2 separate regions of the Zea mays genome follow, and region 2 is linked to region 1. The links are chromatin contacts, called in public Hi-C maps. All regions are on one chromosome and are shown on one strand. Each heading gives the region's core, a stretch centred on a gene start, on an enhancer-like site or on the middle of the called end of the contact. The rest is flanking DNA. Distances are from core to core; before and after follow the strand shown.

Region 1 (7,597 bases), core at 2,705-5,204:
AACTCACACACATGAGGGATTACTGCAGCAACTTGCTCAAGGTGGAGAAGCTTTAGAAGAATTGGCTGAGAAGAAGGGTGATGTTGTAGATGAGACCAGCAAGTCTGACCCATCAAGTATGGCAGTTGCTATGGTTATGAAAGTTGGAAGCATGGAGGGGCTTCTTCCTGCTAGTGTTATCAGTGTGCTTGAGGAAAGCCCTGAGAAGGAGCAGAATGCTGAAAATGTTGATGCTACTAGTGCTGGTGGCATCCTTTCTCAAGATTTGGTTTCAGAATCAACCCATGAAACTAATGGTGCAGGCGAGATTATAAGTGCCCCTAAGGTTGATGATGAGGATTGGGAGATACTACAGGTTAGAGAAATCAGTGAAGAAGAGGTGGAAGATTACTTTGTGGTATCTCAAGAAGGGGCTGTGGATGAGGTGATGCAGGTTGAGTTAGCAGATGGTGGGACTGGGGAAGAGGAAATGCTCTGTGGAAAAGAAGTAGCAGGGAATTTGGTGCAGGTGATAGTTATGAGTGCAGTAAGGTGGATTTGTGATGGTCAAGGTTTGCCCGATGAAATTCTTAGTAAAATTCAGTGGGATAAGGAGTTTTCATCTAACCTGAGTATGCGCAGAGGTTTACTTAGAGATATGGTTGTGGAAAGGAGTTATCTCAATGTTTTCCATTCAGGTGAAGGGGTGCTGATCATAACACCATCCCAGGGGTACCACCCTGAAGAGATGCTAGATCTCAGTTTGGTTGATACTGACATCTTATGCATTGTGAAGCTTCTAAAGGTTAACAATAGCTTGCTACTTGAAGCACATGGGTCTGGTTTTGTGTTGATTTTTGATGGGAGGCAGAACAATGGCAGTGTTCATTATGTGATATTTGAGCTAACACAAGGGTGGCTACCTGCTTCTAGCCCAGGAAACAGTGATATGGCATTTCAGTCACAACTGGACATTCAACGAAAATCCATGAACAAGTTAATGAGCTTACAGTTCAGAATGGTGTATGATAAAGGCAAGGAGAACATAGTAACTGATGATTATGCTCAGGATCTGTGGTCTATGGTGACTGGTCACATTTCATGTCAGGATGTATTCTCAGGACAGAGGGTTGTTCCTTATCACTGGTTCAAGAGTTTATTTGGTTGGACAGATCTGAAAATCGGTGTTGATCAGTTGGTAAGGCAGTGTCCAGTTTTCCAACAAACACAACAAGGGCAGCAGCTTCCTATTGGGTCATTGCATCAGGCTTCCATGGGTGGTTACTTCTTTAACTCATTGTATAGGTATGCAGTCTTGGTGTTGGCAGTCCCTATGATCAAAGGGAGTGAGGACTTATGGGTGGCTGTTTGGATTCAACAGCAGGCTGCTGACAGTTCTGTGTTCAAAGAGCAAGGTACTCTAGACCATACAAAGTGTTGGCAATGGTTGGGGCAATGGCATACCGTCTGCAACTTTCAGCCAAGGCACATGAGGGTGAGGAAATCTTCAACCACAGATTTGGTGGGAAAAGGGCAATGCAACAATCGTGCTGGTTGTGCTCCGAGAGTCAGGCATGTTGCTGGAGTTATCTACTTGGAGGGATTTTTATGCCGTGCAGGCTCGTTTTCCTACTGTCCTTGCTTGGGGACAAGCAAGTTTTGGCGAAGGGGGTAATGTCAGGATCGTGGATGGTGCCTAGGTAAGTAGTAGTGATTCAATATTAAGCCAGCTGTATTCTGCTATCCTAGGAAATCTATGAGCTGTCATTTAGCTGTCATTAGCTGTCATTAGAAGTATAGAAGAGAAGGGGATCGTGGCCTTGTGCTAGTCGGCTATAAAAATACATTGTAACTCTGATGTACGGGCATGAAATGAAATAACAGAAAGTTACCAGAACCACATACCTGTTCTCCTGGAAACTTACCAGGGTTCTAGCACCAGGAAGCTTGCTTCCACCAGATCTGTTGCTACTCACGGTGTTTGGCGGTGCTCCATCACCAACGGGTTGTGACAAGCTGCGACCGCTTTCCGGGCTCCACGTGCGTGCCGGGTGCCGCGGCAGAAAACGACCGCGAACTCCTTCCTCCTCGTGCTTGGCTGCGCCGGACCGGCAGCAGAAGAGATGCGAGAGTCTTGGCTCCATAAATCCAGCTCCTGCAGAGTCGCGGGCGGTGACCGGTGAGGTGGGGAAACAGGGGTGTCTGTGCCAGTGCCCAGTTGAGGTTCAGATTGGGTGAGTCCAAGGAAGGATCCAACCACCACCAGGCTTCTTTTTGCCCAGTCAGACAGATGTACAGGTCGCTTCAATTGCGTCCTCTGCCTATCCTGTTTCTGTTCCGGACAACAACGACACCATTCAATATGTGTCTAGAGCAAACCCTCGTTAGATCTACCTGTACAAGAAGTTACTCCGAGCTCCGTATAGAAGAAGAACAAGGTCAGTTCCAGACGGCTAACAGTAACACACCTACCTACACAGATTCTCTGAAGAAAGCCTCGAAATCATAACCTGCTTCTACATCTACAGTGTCTCGTACCATAACCACCGGCAGCGGAACCAGCCTCGCTGTTAGCATGAATTTGGCAGGAAGCGTGCTGCCCGGATACAAAGGGCAAGTTGACAGCGTCTCATCACCGATAGCTCTGCACAATGTTTCCACGAATTAGCTATCGATTTCCACGGATTGAAAACCAAACCTAAACCGATTAATCGAATAGCACAGAAAAATCGATCAAAAAACGAAATTTTATATTTGTTCCGCTTGGTTTTTAGGTTTCAGTTTTTTTTTTGCCCAACCCTAAGTGTGCGGGCGACCATGGCCAATTGGCCATGACAAGCCATGACGAACCCATAACACAACGAATAAATTTCACTAACTACATTAAACTTAAGTTGTTGGAGCATCTCTTGTGGAGGTTGACCAAAATGATGAATTTGGTCTCTAGATTTACCAATTTGGTGAATCTGGATTTGTGGACCATAATTATTTAACATTTTTTTTAAATAAAGTGCTACTGTTTTTTTAAACCAGTCACTGGAGCTGTTACAAACAAACCATTAGGCTTAGGTGCTTAAGTTTAGATCAAAATTGAGCACATGCCTTTCTGCAAATTTCAGATGATCCCGTGTTGCACTGGTGAGAATTCCCAACATCTGACACCTCGTGGCTCGTTCTCTTCCCCCTGAGCGAAGAAAAGAACGACATGGACAATTCTCGATTTTAGAGAACGAAGAGAGAAGCATTTTGGTCAGTTTCCATGGGAAGCAATTTTTTTAGAAAAAAATGGGAAAGAGGTGAAAATCTCATAAACCGGAGAAATTCACAATCTTGGTGTCAAATGTTATACGTCATATGAATTAGGCGTCAAACCCAGTGAGACCTGTAAAACGAATGTGAAATATAGAAATTTCTATAGTTGATTTAGTGTTTATTTATAAACTGTAATTTATTTCGTCTATAGTCTTTATCTATAGCAGTTGTATAATAATTATAAGGATATATACAGTGGTGTTTAATGTAGAGACTCTCGAGGTGTTTAAAGGGACCATTTGCAAAAGAGACGACTCAAGTAGCAATAGTCTACTCACTTTCCATTGTATAAATTTACCGTCTGTTATATTGATCCGATGTTGTATATACACATTTACTTCTGTATTTATTAATATACTATATTTATAGACACTCCATCGTAAAATAAAGTCTCTTATTTATCTATTGTGTTTTTAGAATCATTTCTCTTTACTATACATGCCTAAATACACAATCAATTAGATACGTATAGATATTCGCTTGTACAGAAAGTCGAATTTAAACCTGCTGCCGAGGCTCTCCTACGCCCTTTCGCTGGCGGTCTCTCTTTCAGATTGAACGAAGTCCTGGGCTTTGTGCCGGAAATTGAGAATTCAGCCCAACATCAAACAGGACCAACGCGTGCACACTGACCTTTCCCTGTGTCTCGTCTTCCTAGTTCAGGTCTCACCGCAAGCACCTCGATACGGCGGAGTCGTGGGGAACCGTGGAGGTGAGGTCGTGAGGAGAGGAAAATTTCCACCGCCGTGCAGCCATGTCGGTGCAGGAGTACCTGGAGAAGCACCTGCTCTCGCGCAAGATCGAGGAGGCCGTGAACGCGGCGGTCCGCGCCAAGGCCCCCGACCCGGTGCTCTTCATCGCGGGCCACATGCGGCGGGCGGCGCCCGCCGTGATCACGAGGGTTCGGGCGCGCCAGATCCTTGACGGGCACGGCGCGCCGGCTGTCGAGGTTGAGTTGCACACCAACAAGGCCATACACCGAGCATCCGCGGCCGGCTCGGGCGCGCTCGAGGGCGCCGCCGCCGACGCGGCCGGGGCCGCCGAGAGGCGGAAGATACTCGCCAAGGTGGTCGCCGACTCGGTGCGGATGATCAATGACAAGGTATCGGAGGCGCTCGTTGGGATGGATCCGCAGGAGCAGTCGCAGATCGACCAGGCTATCATGGACTTGAACAAGGCGCGCCACAAGGTGCACTCGGAGATCTTGTCCCTTTCCCCCATCTGCGTGTTTTTCTCTGAATTCTGCATTGCCAAACCCATGCTATACAGTGTACACAAACAACTGATGGCGCCATATGCTCAAGCAATACTTTACATTGGTACAGCCAATTTAGTGGCAGTATGTGGCACTAATTATTTTGGTCATATTTGACCGTTCAGAAATAATGCTATTCTTTGTACTGTCTAGTTGTGTTTCCACTTACCACTGCTGCCACAATTTTTTTGCACTGGATTTTGTTCCCTTATTTCTAGCAAATAGATTTTTTTGTCCAAATGGAAATAGCTGTGATATTGTATGAAATGCAGGCTGAGCTTGGAGTTGGAGCAAATGCTATGCTGGCAGTGTCAATTGCAGCTTGCAAAGCTGGTGCTGCTGAAAAAGAGGTGCTATTTTTCTGCTAAAATCATCATAATTTGATAAATGTGTCGTGTCACCACACAAAATTCTTACTGTTGGATCATTGGATGCTTGTTGCCGTGCAGGTTCCACTCTACAAGCATATAGCGAATCTTGTTGGCAAAAGCGCTACAACTCTTCCTGTACCTGCAATTACAGTCATTAATGGTGGAAAGCATGCTGGAAATGGTCTTCCCATTCAAGTATACCTCCAAACCTTTAGAATCTTGGAAGTTGACCTTTAGAATCTTGGAAGTTGAAGGCATTATTCTCATATTTTGTCCACTCGAGTCATCTTTTTCCTAAACAGAAATATATTAAGATAGATAATTTTTCATGTTCTGGAGTAATTATAAACCTTTCTTATTTGTAGGAAATTATGATCCTTCCTATTGGTGCTAAGAACTTTGAAGAAGCAATGCAGATGGGTTCTGAGACCTATCATCATCTCAAGGTAGCCTTCATGTCTAACATTCTGTGTTGGATGCATCTATATGTTAGCCACATAAGTGTTGTTGTCCACTTATACAGTTATACTTGGGTTCAATATGTTCATCAAACTGTTGGAAATAATCATGTGTCTAGGTGTACGCTAGTGTCTAGGTTAATAGCATTTACTTTAGCTAAATTTCACCATGGAGTAATAGAAAGTAATATTCAAATTAGTCGGGTAATATTCTGCATGTGTTAGGGGCTATCACAGCCTGATTTGTAGCTCATATTGGTCATATTCGTTGAGGCAAAGTACTGACATTATGAACATCTTAGCTCTTACAAATTTTGCCTTCAGATCGCCAGAAAGGTTTGCTCACTTTTGTAGATATTTACTTACTAGTTACTTTTATAGGATGTTATTTTGGAGAAATATGGCTCAGACAGCTGCAACATTGGAGATCATGGTGGGTTTGCTCCAAATATTTCCAGGCAAGTAAGAAAATAATTTACTATTTTCTGATATCAAGCATTTATTGTTTTCCCTATTAGGGACCTACATATGAATTTCATTATGTCATATCTATGTTGTTTTATTGATGTTCAGCATATCTGAAGGCCTGGATCTTGTCATTGCGGCAATAGAGAGGGCTGGATATAATGGAAGAATAAAATTGGCAATTGATGTTGCTGCCACTGATTTTTGTACAGGTAACTAGAAAAGAAGTGCATTGCCTATGCATGGACTATGTAAATGTTCAAAACTTAACTCTCTGAATAAAAATATCAAATGGACTATAAAATTTGGTGATAGGTTGTAATCATTCTGCTGCTCTGGTTGTGTTTGATGGAAGAATTCCTTGCTTACTATACAACATTGAAACACTTATGTTTCAGGGTTTGTTTGAAAAGCAGAAGCTGAACCAAAGTGGTTCAACTTTTCCGCAGCTGCTTTGAAAAAATAGTTTTCCTGTAGTACAAATTTGAAAATAGCTTGGACTCTGCTTTTGTTGCTTATCCAAGTTACATTAATAAACAGATGCGACAAATAGAAACTAAAATAGGGGTGTACCCAGTGCCATAGGCTTTCCGCACTGTGCGGGGTCTGGGGAAGGGTATCTTTAACCGCCAAGCCTTACCTGCATAATATGCAGAGGCTGGGGCTTGAACCCGGGGCCTTCCCGTTACAGGTGGTAGGCTATACCGCTGCACCAGGCCCGCCCTTCAAATAGAAACTAAAATAGGATTAAAAATAATTAAGGGTTATAATAATTGAAATAAAAAATTAATAATGGAATTGTAAATTTGTTTTATTTATAAAAATATCAGGAACCCAAATGTGAAATCTGTTTTTAATTAGATATATTGATTAAGAGATATAGTTAGACAAATTGTATATAAACAATATATAGTTTGCTTACAATGGACAACTCACAGGGTCTCACAGCAGTTTGAACCAAATGACTTTCATTTTTTTCTCACATCAGTTTTTACACAACTCACAGCTGAACCAAACACACCCTTAGAGTCTTCACTTTTCAGGCCTCTATCCATTTATTTATGCCTCATTTTGTCCACGCTCTCATCTGTTTGTATATTGTTGCTACCAAACACCAGAACCAGCTACTGCTATTGAAAGCATGCTATCAGAACCACATAGCAGGAATCTTGTAACCTTGTTGCTACATACTCTATTTGCATCCAGATGACCAGTAGTACATTCTTGAACCTTAGAAATAGCGGGCTTGAACAATAGTTGATTCTAATGGAGTTGAAGGAATGTAATATCTCAATGGAGTTGTGTTTAGATAGAAGTGCTTGGAAAGAAGCTATCCACGTGCCCGAACCGTGATTTAGGCCTTTTCCCTTTTAGTGCTCTCAAAAGCTTTTTTCCTCCCCTTTCTCTCTCTTTCCCTTTTGGTGACATCTTGTTGGGTTTCAACTCTAGCCTACCCCAACTTGCTTGGGACTAAAAGGCTATGTTGTTGTTGAACAATAGTTGATTTTATAGTCAATGCATTTGGATTTTTTGTATTTGCTATCTGAATGAGTTAGCTCATGGCCAAGTTCACTCAACTCTCTGCAGGAAAGAAATATGACCTGGAGTTCAAATCAACAAAGAAATCAGGGCAGAACTTTAAAACTGCTGATGATATGATTGAGATCTATAGCCAGCTTTGTTCAGGTATCCCTGAATTGTGGGTTGCCATTATCTTTCTTTTTCTTGTACATATTTTAGTTTTATGAACCTTATAA
Region 2 (7,597 bases), core at 1,742-4,241, 360 kb after region 1:
GGGAGAATACCTGTACATTATTTCCAGCTCTTGATAAGACATGACCTGCACTTTTATCAGAGTTGCATCATCAATTGCTGTTGAGCACAAGAACACAGACACGAAAGTAATGTCAGCACAGAAGTGCACTGAAATAGGATAACTGTCACTTTGTCAATGGTATACAGTTACGTGTGGCTAAAAAGGAAAAAAAAAATACAATGTTGTCCACGCTTTCAATGCAAAGCGACACAAACACAAGTGTTCTTCAATTCGAAGATGAAATGAAGTCACGACACTATTGAGCAGTAGTCTCCTCGAATCATGTGCTCACAGAACGGATGTACCTGAACTGTGAGACGAACCCGCGACGACCTGACAATTCTGATCTTGCCTCGACTTGGAGCCGCCTACCAAGCAGCCGACCGAACTCCCCATGTTCCAAATCGCAATCCCGTTGCCTCCTCCAGAAGTCTATGTGAAGCCAGCTCCAGTTGGAGGTCGCAACTGCGCGGAGGGTGCGAAGTTATCAGTAAATAAAGCTGTAAAAGCTTGTTTACTTTAGCGCGTCGAACTGTCGATAGACGAAGCAATATTGTATACTCTGCTCGTTCGCAACAAGCTACATAAACTGAAAAGGGGGGCGAAATCGAGGACAAAATGAGAAAAATCTTGAAAAACGCATGAGAATAGCTGGATTCGATGCGCCATACCATTCCCCAAAGCAAAGCAGACAAGAATCGGGCACGAACCTGTCGACTGTAGACCGTAGACGTGATCGCTCCCGCAGACCGCAGACAGCAGACAGCTGAAGCTCCGGACTGTATCCTTCCTCTGCTCCCCTCCTTCCCGATCGTCTCGCCTCCGCGTTGGCGTTGGCAACGCCGGCGCTCCGACGCTGCCTGTCCGGGGACAGGGTGGACTAGAGGGGGTAGGAGGCGGCCGATGCCCGGCGGATTTTTAACCGCTCCACTGCCCCGCGTCGCTGTTGCTTTTTTTGCTCGCTTCTGTGGCGACGCGCCTATTCATTGATCATTTTTTAGACCCATGCATAGTGCCGGTTTGAGTCGAATTAGCCGTGACCCTTGATCAGACGCGTTGGATCGGTTTATTCCACATGAATTGCTCGAGGGTCTCGGAGCCTACATCTGACAAATACGCTTGGGCGTACCCGGAATTCGGTTTTAACAGAAAACCAATAATGATGGACTCACAATCAGCGCGTGACGACCATCGTAGAAACGATCCGCACCTAAACTACACGCACGCGGAATAAACCCCCCAAGCGATCCATACATGATTACTAGTACTGTGCCCGTGCGATACGACGGCGCACAGGAACAATAACACACAATCATATATAATGAGTGACTCTATAAATCAATCTTAGTTCACACCTACATTGTCTAGATTGTCTTAGATCAATTGATTATTAGCTGGTAATCTGGTATGTACTGATGTATATTAGTATGTTATATATAATCTTGTCAAATTGTTTCCGTCAGTTCATTACCAAATAAATATCATTAGGTACATCATTGAATTTATTTTCACAATATAATTGTTCAAAGTATCATGAGATTCACCCTTTGAATTTATTTTCATAAGTATTAAGTACTCACGAGAGTAAAATTTTATATGGCTTGTGGCCATACTCAGGCAAGTTTCGTTCCATAAATGGAGGCAAGAACATGGTAGAAACTGTACAGAAACAAGGAACAGGACCATGCCTACATTGTCACATACTACAGTCTACAGTAGATAGCAAAGATCTTGCATACTATTCACATGATGATTTGAAATCTATTATAATATGAGTCTATATGCAAGAAGCAATTAGTTTTACTCTAAGTAGGAGAGACATTCAATATAATATGATTCTATATGCAAGAATCTGCATATTAATGACCCAACATTGCTGCCTTATTTTTTTTCTTTCAGCAACGCCTAAAAACGCTGGTCATATTAATGACACTCATCAACATCTGAAACCGCATAAAAACGCTTGTGAAATCTCTGCGTGTGGGCACTTGAAACAAAAGAACAACAGATTAGTTAATAAGAGAACATGACAGAGTTGAAACCCCAAAACAATGCACGAAGATGGTAGTACGACCGTGCACGCTACTTCCCTCACTAATGGTATAGGCACGAAAGTATATACAACCTATAGTTCGGTTTGTAGTACAAATAATTCATGTATGTTCCTAAGCTAAGTTGATATGAACACTATTCCAGTTTTACTACATAAATATGCATGTAAGAATGAGTAGATGAATAAATGTAATTGCACACATAACATTGAAATGAAAAATATATGAACATGGCTTTGCTGATGTCTAAAGTTGGATAATTTCTTTCGCTCTCACAATATTAGCAAACCTCTCGTGCGTACGGCGATGGAGACCCTGCAGGCCCACAACCTCTCGTGCGCGGCTACCAGCGCGGCGGGCGAGTAGCGGAGCGAGGTAGCGTCGAGGAGGAGGAGCATCATCGCGGCGGCTAGATCGGCCTTCTCCAGTTGCGCTGCATGGTCGCCCGCGACAGCAATTGCCGCCGCTTGCCTGCCTTCAAAGAAGTCCACGCCCTCGTCGCCCTCGACGGCGAGCGCGTCGCCGTTCGTCCTGGAGGATGCGACCGACGAGCGGGTGGAAGGAGACGCGCTCGGCCTCGGCTTCGCCCTCGAAGACCTCCACGCCCTCGTCGTTCTCGACGGTGAGAGCGCCGCCATCGGTGTCGTCCTGGTGGATGCGGCCGTCGAGTCGGTAGGCGTCGTCCTGGCGGAGCATGTCGGCGAGCGGGTAGAAGACACGGATCACTTTGGCGAGCACGATCGTCATGCATGTTATGGCGGGATTTATTTGTTGTTTGTTGGAGAAGATAAGGCTTATCCGATAGCCATAGCGGATTCTTTGTTAGTTCACTGATGGTACGAAGGTTTGTTGCTTCCATTGCGCGCGGATAGCCACGACGGATTGTTTGTTAGGTCACTGATGAAGCGGTTGGTTTGTTGCTTCCATTTTGCGCGGAGGACATAGTCAGAGAGTATACGTGTGTGAGAGGAGGCATCACGTTCGTGAACGACGTGACAACTGTAGGCTGATTTAGAATAAATGGAAAGGGGGTTTTTGTAAAATTTTGACGCACGACGACCGTTGAAACTGGTGCTTTAAGTATAGTATAGACTTGAGGGCTTAGGGCTACATCTAACCTATGCGTTTGCGTGCACCGAGGATTCGGACCTTAAGGAAAAGCCTCTACACAACTCTAGTTACACGAAGACTCACGAATTGTTGTCGGGTACTTGGAAACATGGTACCTGAAATAGGTCCATAACCTCATTTCGGCTCGTTTGTCGATCAGATCCTCTGCCGGACAGCCCTACAAGGAGCGACTGACCAAGTCCCCGTCGAGCAAACCTACAAGGCAGAGCGACCAAACAAGTCCTCGTCGAGCATGCATGCCTACATGGCGGACGACCGACTAAGTCCACACCGAGCAAGCCTACGAAATAGAGCGGTCGATCAAGTCCCCCCGAGCAAGCCTGCAAGGCAGAGCGGTCGATCAAGTCCTAGCCAAACAACTCGACGAGGCGGAGGTCCCAGTCCAAGTAAAATTATCCCGCGTCATCTACGACAAGACGTGTCATCAACATGCCACGTTTGAACATATGTGCAGCATACCAAAGGGCCATCGGGAGGACTATCGACACAACTGTACGCCCCACGTACGGTCTCAGACGTGTCCCCACTGCCCTATGGGGTAAGTCAACCTTAGTCGTGGAAGAACCTCAGCACCGGAGTCTGTATAGTGCCCCGTGTACCAGAAAAGACGGGACAGTGCACTATACCGAGTATATGCCTACACACCAGCAGGTGATGCAGGGCTCATGACGGCAGAAAGAGTCGTGCAACACACGATCCCACCATGAGAAAAATCCATGGGACCCACCACGCACTACTACAAGGACATCAACAACGGACTCACTACAAGAATTTGTACGACGAACAAATAAGGTGGTACCCCCATACCGGAAGTACGGCTACACACGACACTATGAACGACGTCAGGAACGCTACCTCAACCCGGGGCGATAGATCGCCCTCTTGCTAGTAGAGAACAAGTCTTAACTGAAGTGGACTAAGGCGCAAGCTTGAAACAGTATAATCTCTCTGTTCCAAACTCTATGCTCAAATCCCAGCAATTTACCATTCGGAGTGAGTTTGCGCTAATATCTCCACGAACATATATCTCATTGTCCTTCGGTTTTTGAAACACGATACAACAATTTTCTAAAAAACGATTCTCATATAAACGGAATGAGAAGTGAAGTGTTTAGCGGCCTAAAACCGATTCTGACGGCGCTAGAAGCCGAAACAGGCCCCAAGTATACCCAACCCGGTTCCAAGCACCATAGCCCACACCAGACAATGCTTTACTCGTGGTTTTGTTTGAACTTAGGATCTAATGTTTTAAATATAACATCACCACTAAGTTACAAATACATCTTCATCACGTCTATGAAAAACAAATACAATACCTATAAAAATAATTTTGTTAGAGTACATCATGTGCCATATTGCGTCATAAGACTATCTCCAGCAGTTTATCTATCTATATATTCATATTCAAATTATCTCTACTACTTATTAAGGCGGTAAGGGGTAGGCTGCCATTCTGTGTTCTGCCATTTCCATTCCCCCCTCCCCGCACTGTCTTCCCATTCTCATTCCCGGTTGTCATTCCGTGTTCTGTCATTCCCATTACCCTCTCCCCCCTCCCCGTGCATCCCACGCCTAGCTAAAATTAAATAAAAAAACACAAATGTGGCCCCAATGGGATTCAAACCTGTGACCTCTCAAGCAAATGTGCTCGTAGCTACCACTACACCACATGTGTGTTTATGTCAATATCTGTTACAGTAAAAATATCTACTACATCTCTCTCAAAGCCCACATGCTACCTTTGCATAATGTGTAGTAGTAGATAATTATCAACGAGATTCCTGAATTATATTTTTGGATGGAGGGAGTAGTATTTAAAGAAGAGCCTTGCATGCAATTTCTTTTGTTTGAATAATGTTTTCAACTTAAATTCTTTTTTATATGTGTGACATTTATTCTCCGTAATATTTTTCCATGGATCTAACTTGTGAGTCATTTTCATAAACCAACGCCAAAGATGAATCCATGTTTCTTACTTGGAAACCCCGAACAAACACCACTGGCAGGAGGCGCTCGCGTTGGCGTCGCTCATCGACGACGAGAAGAAGCTTGGCGACTGCCAGTTCGACCTCTGGAAGCAGTATTACGTGGCCACATGCGTCGCTGTGTTCGGCAAGCTCCGGCGCAGCCACCGCTTGGACGCGGTCCAGAGCGGCTGCATCGCGCTGTCCATCTTCAAATAGGGAGACCTCATGGTCGTCGCCAACGCCGATGACTATCGGGTTGTTATGGGCACCGCATCCGACAACGGTGCCGTCACACCGTCCGGCTCATCATCCACCTAAAGCTCAACCTCCCACGTAAGTCACTACTGGCCGACCATGAATTCTTGTGCGCTGGGACGACGGCCGTTGCTGACATTGTGTGAGTGTCCTCCAACAAGATTTATGTAGAGGAGTAACACATCCGGTGGTGCAACGGCTAGGTGTACTACCTCGCTGGTGAGCCTGGGGTGCACTTCGTTTGACAGCCCAGCCAAGAGTCATCGGTACTTGCCATGTCGTGCGCGTTTGACAACTACTATATCAAGGACTTTGGCGTCATCTTGGCACCAGAGGTTACGAAGAGGAGGACCGACAGTAATGATCACTCGCCATCGTCGGGGTAGCTTTTGTGTCGGCATGCCTTTAATTCTCTTCGCAAACACATACACTTGCTTTTTTGTTTAAGCAAGCGTGTATGGTGGTGCGTACCTGATGACTGACAATGTACGAGGGAACTTTTACCGGCAGGTGTGACACATGCTCTTCAATGATGAGACCATGCAAACCGTGGTATATATCGAAGTCTGCATGATACTGATGGTTGCAATGTTTATGTATGGCTAGGATTACAAATGGATTATGAAATATTTTTTATAACAATATAAGATACATTTTGTATATAAGTTATTATGTTATTATATATTTCCGTTGCAACGCACGAGTACTCACCTAGTAGTACAGAACAGTGCAATCTATAGTACATAACAGTTCTAAATAACGTTGTTGGTAAACTACGGGTAGACAGTTGCAGACGGGCTAACGGCCTAACGGGTGCTATGTCCCTACGAGACCGGGGGAATCCACAAAACAACACACGTTTGAGATAGTGTTCAGCCCCCATTTTCAAGTAATTCAAAGAACAACACCAATTTTATCAAATGAATTCAAAATACAGTACTCCATCTATATTTTTTTATTCTTTTATTTCTAACGTCACAAGCGAATGGACCAAATTGCACATATCATTTCATAGCCTTATTTTTTATCTATTATGTCTATAAGAATATAAATGCATACAAATATACGAGCTCTATTTTATATTGTTAAGCATAACATACAATTAAATTCAGATGTTCTACTAGCTGTATGCCCGTGCGTTGCCATAGAAATAAAAATTACTATTTCTAGCGGTATAGGTGCTTTGTCACAATACAAAACATGTGCATACGATTCATATTTAGAGATATTCCTACAACGTAGTAAAGAAATTAATAACAAATACAAATTACGCCTACGAGCCCACGAAAAAGGACGATATATGTATATGACTACACCGATACTTGACTTGTTTAAATCAATTCTCCAGGGCGCACCCTAGAGAATTGATTGAAAGCGTACGTCTATCGCTATCCGGTGCCTTTTCATTACTTTCGAGGAAGTACATCCGATGTTTGGCAAAAAAACATAGATATAGAACGATAAACATCACTACGATATACAAAATCTATATGGCAAAATATCACAGTAACACTTTTGGCTATTATTACAAAATTCAGTTTGCTACTCATGGGAAGTACTCTTGATACAAATGCACATGGTTATTCATCGAACCATTGATTTTAACCATCAAGCTACTCATGGTAAATACTCTTGATACAAAATAAGACATGCAATACATAAAACGTACCAAACATCATAGCTTGAAAAAAGGCAAGCACAATAAAATATTAATACCAATGACTACATGAAAACAAACAACATATATATTATCATCAGTCTCAATATCTTATAAATTCTTTGTCAACAGATAATAGAATATTTCTTTCGATTTTACATAAGCTATTCAAACTCCATCCTACTATTGGACCAACTCTCTCATTTATCACAGCAGATTAATCGCTTAACACTGAAAAAACTAATCGAAGAGCCTAAATTTTGCCCATTTGTTTAGCCTTTAACGGGTGCTTGATTTTGACACATCGAGATGTCAAAAAAGAAAATAAACTCCAAATTTTAGTGCAGTGTGCAAATTGTACATGGAATGTCATTAATAGAACAATTAATTTATTTAAAGTAATAAATGCAAATATCTAAAAAGACTAAGATTGTGCACAGTAGTATAGTTGTAAAAAATTAATAGTGGTAGTATAGTTGTAAAAAAGAATCGGTGATAGTTAGTCCAAACACCAT

The links. Hi-C and Micro-C count contacts between places; a contact is called where the count stands out from the background.
Region 2: a Hi-C map of root tip shows a contact between it and region 1, with 9 times the contacts expected there. The contact joins the promoter of LOC103639325 here to the promoter of LOC100502326 in region 1. A contact is called at or near these places in 4 of 25 Hi-C or Micro-C datasets (ear, leaf, root tip and 1 more).

Annotation. Positions count from the first base shown.
Region 1 is chr9:146,555,403-146,562,999 of Zm-B73-REFERENCE-NAM-5.0, forward strand. It overlaps LOC100502326 (enolase), which reads left to right and starts at 3,955. Exons shown (of 11, transcript NM_001363265.1): 1 at 3,955-4,480; 2 at 4,819-4,896; 3 at 4,996-5,112; 4 at 5,283-5,363; 5 at 5,757-5,833; 6 at 5,949-6,052; 7 at 7,428-7,526. The coding sequence starts at 4,046.
Region 2 is chr9:146,918,618-146,926,214 of Zm-B73-REFERENCE-NAM-5.0, forward strand. LOC103639325 (putative serine/threonine-protein kinase) reads right to left here and starts at 2,992. Exons shown (of 7, transcript XM_008662086.4): 1 at 732-2,992; 2 at 327-486; 3 at 1-45. The coding sequence starts at 417.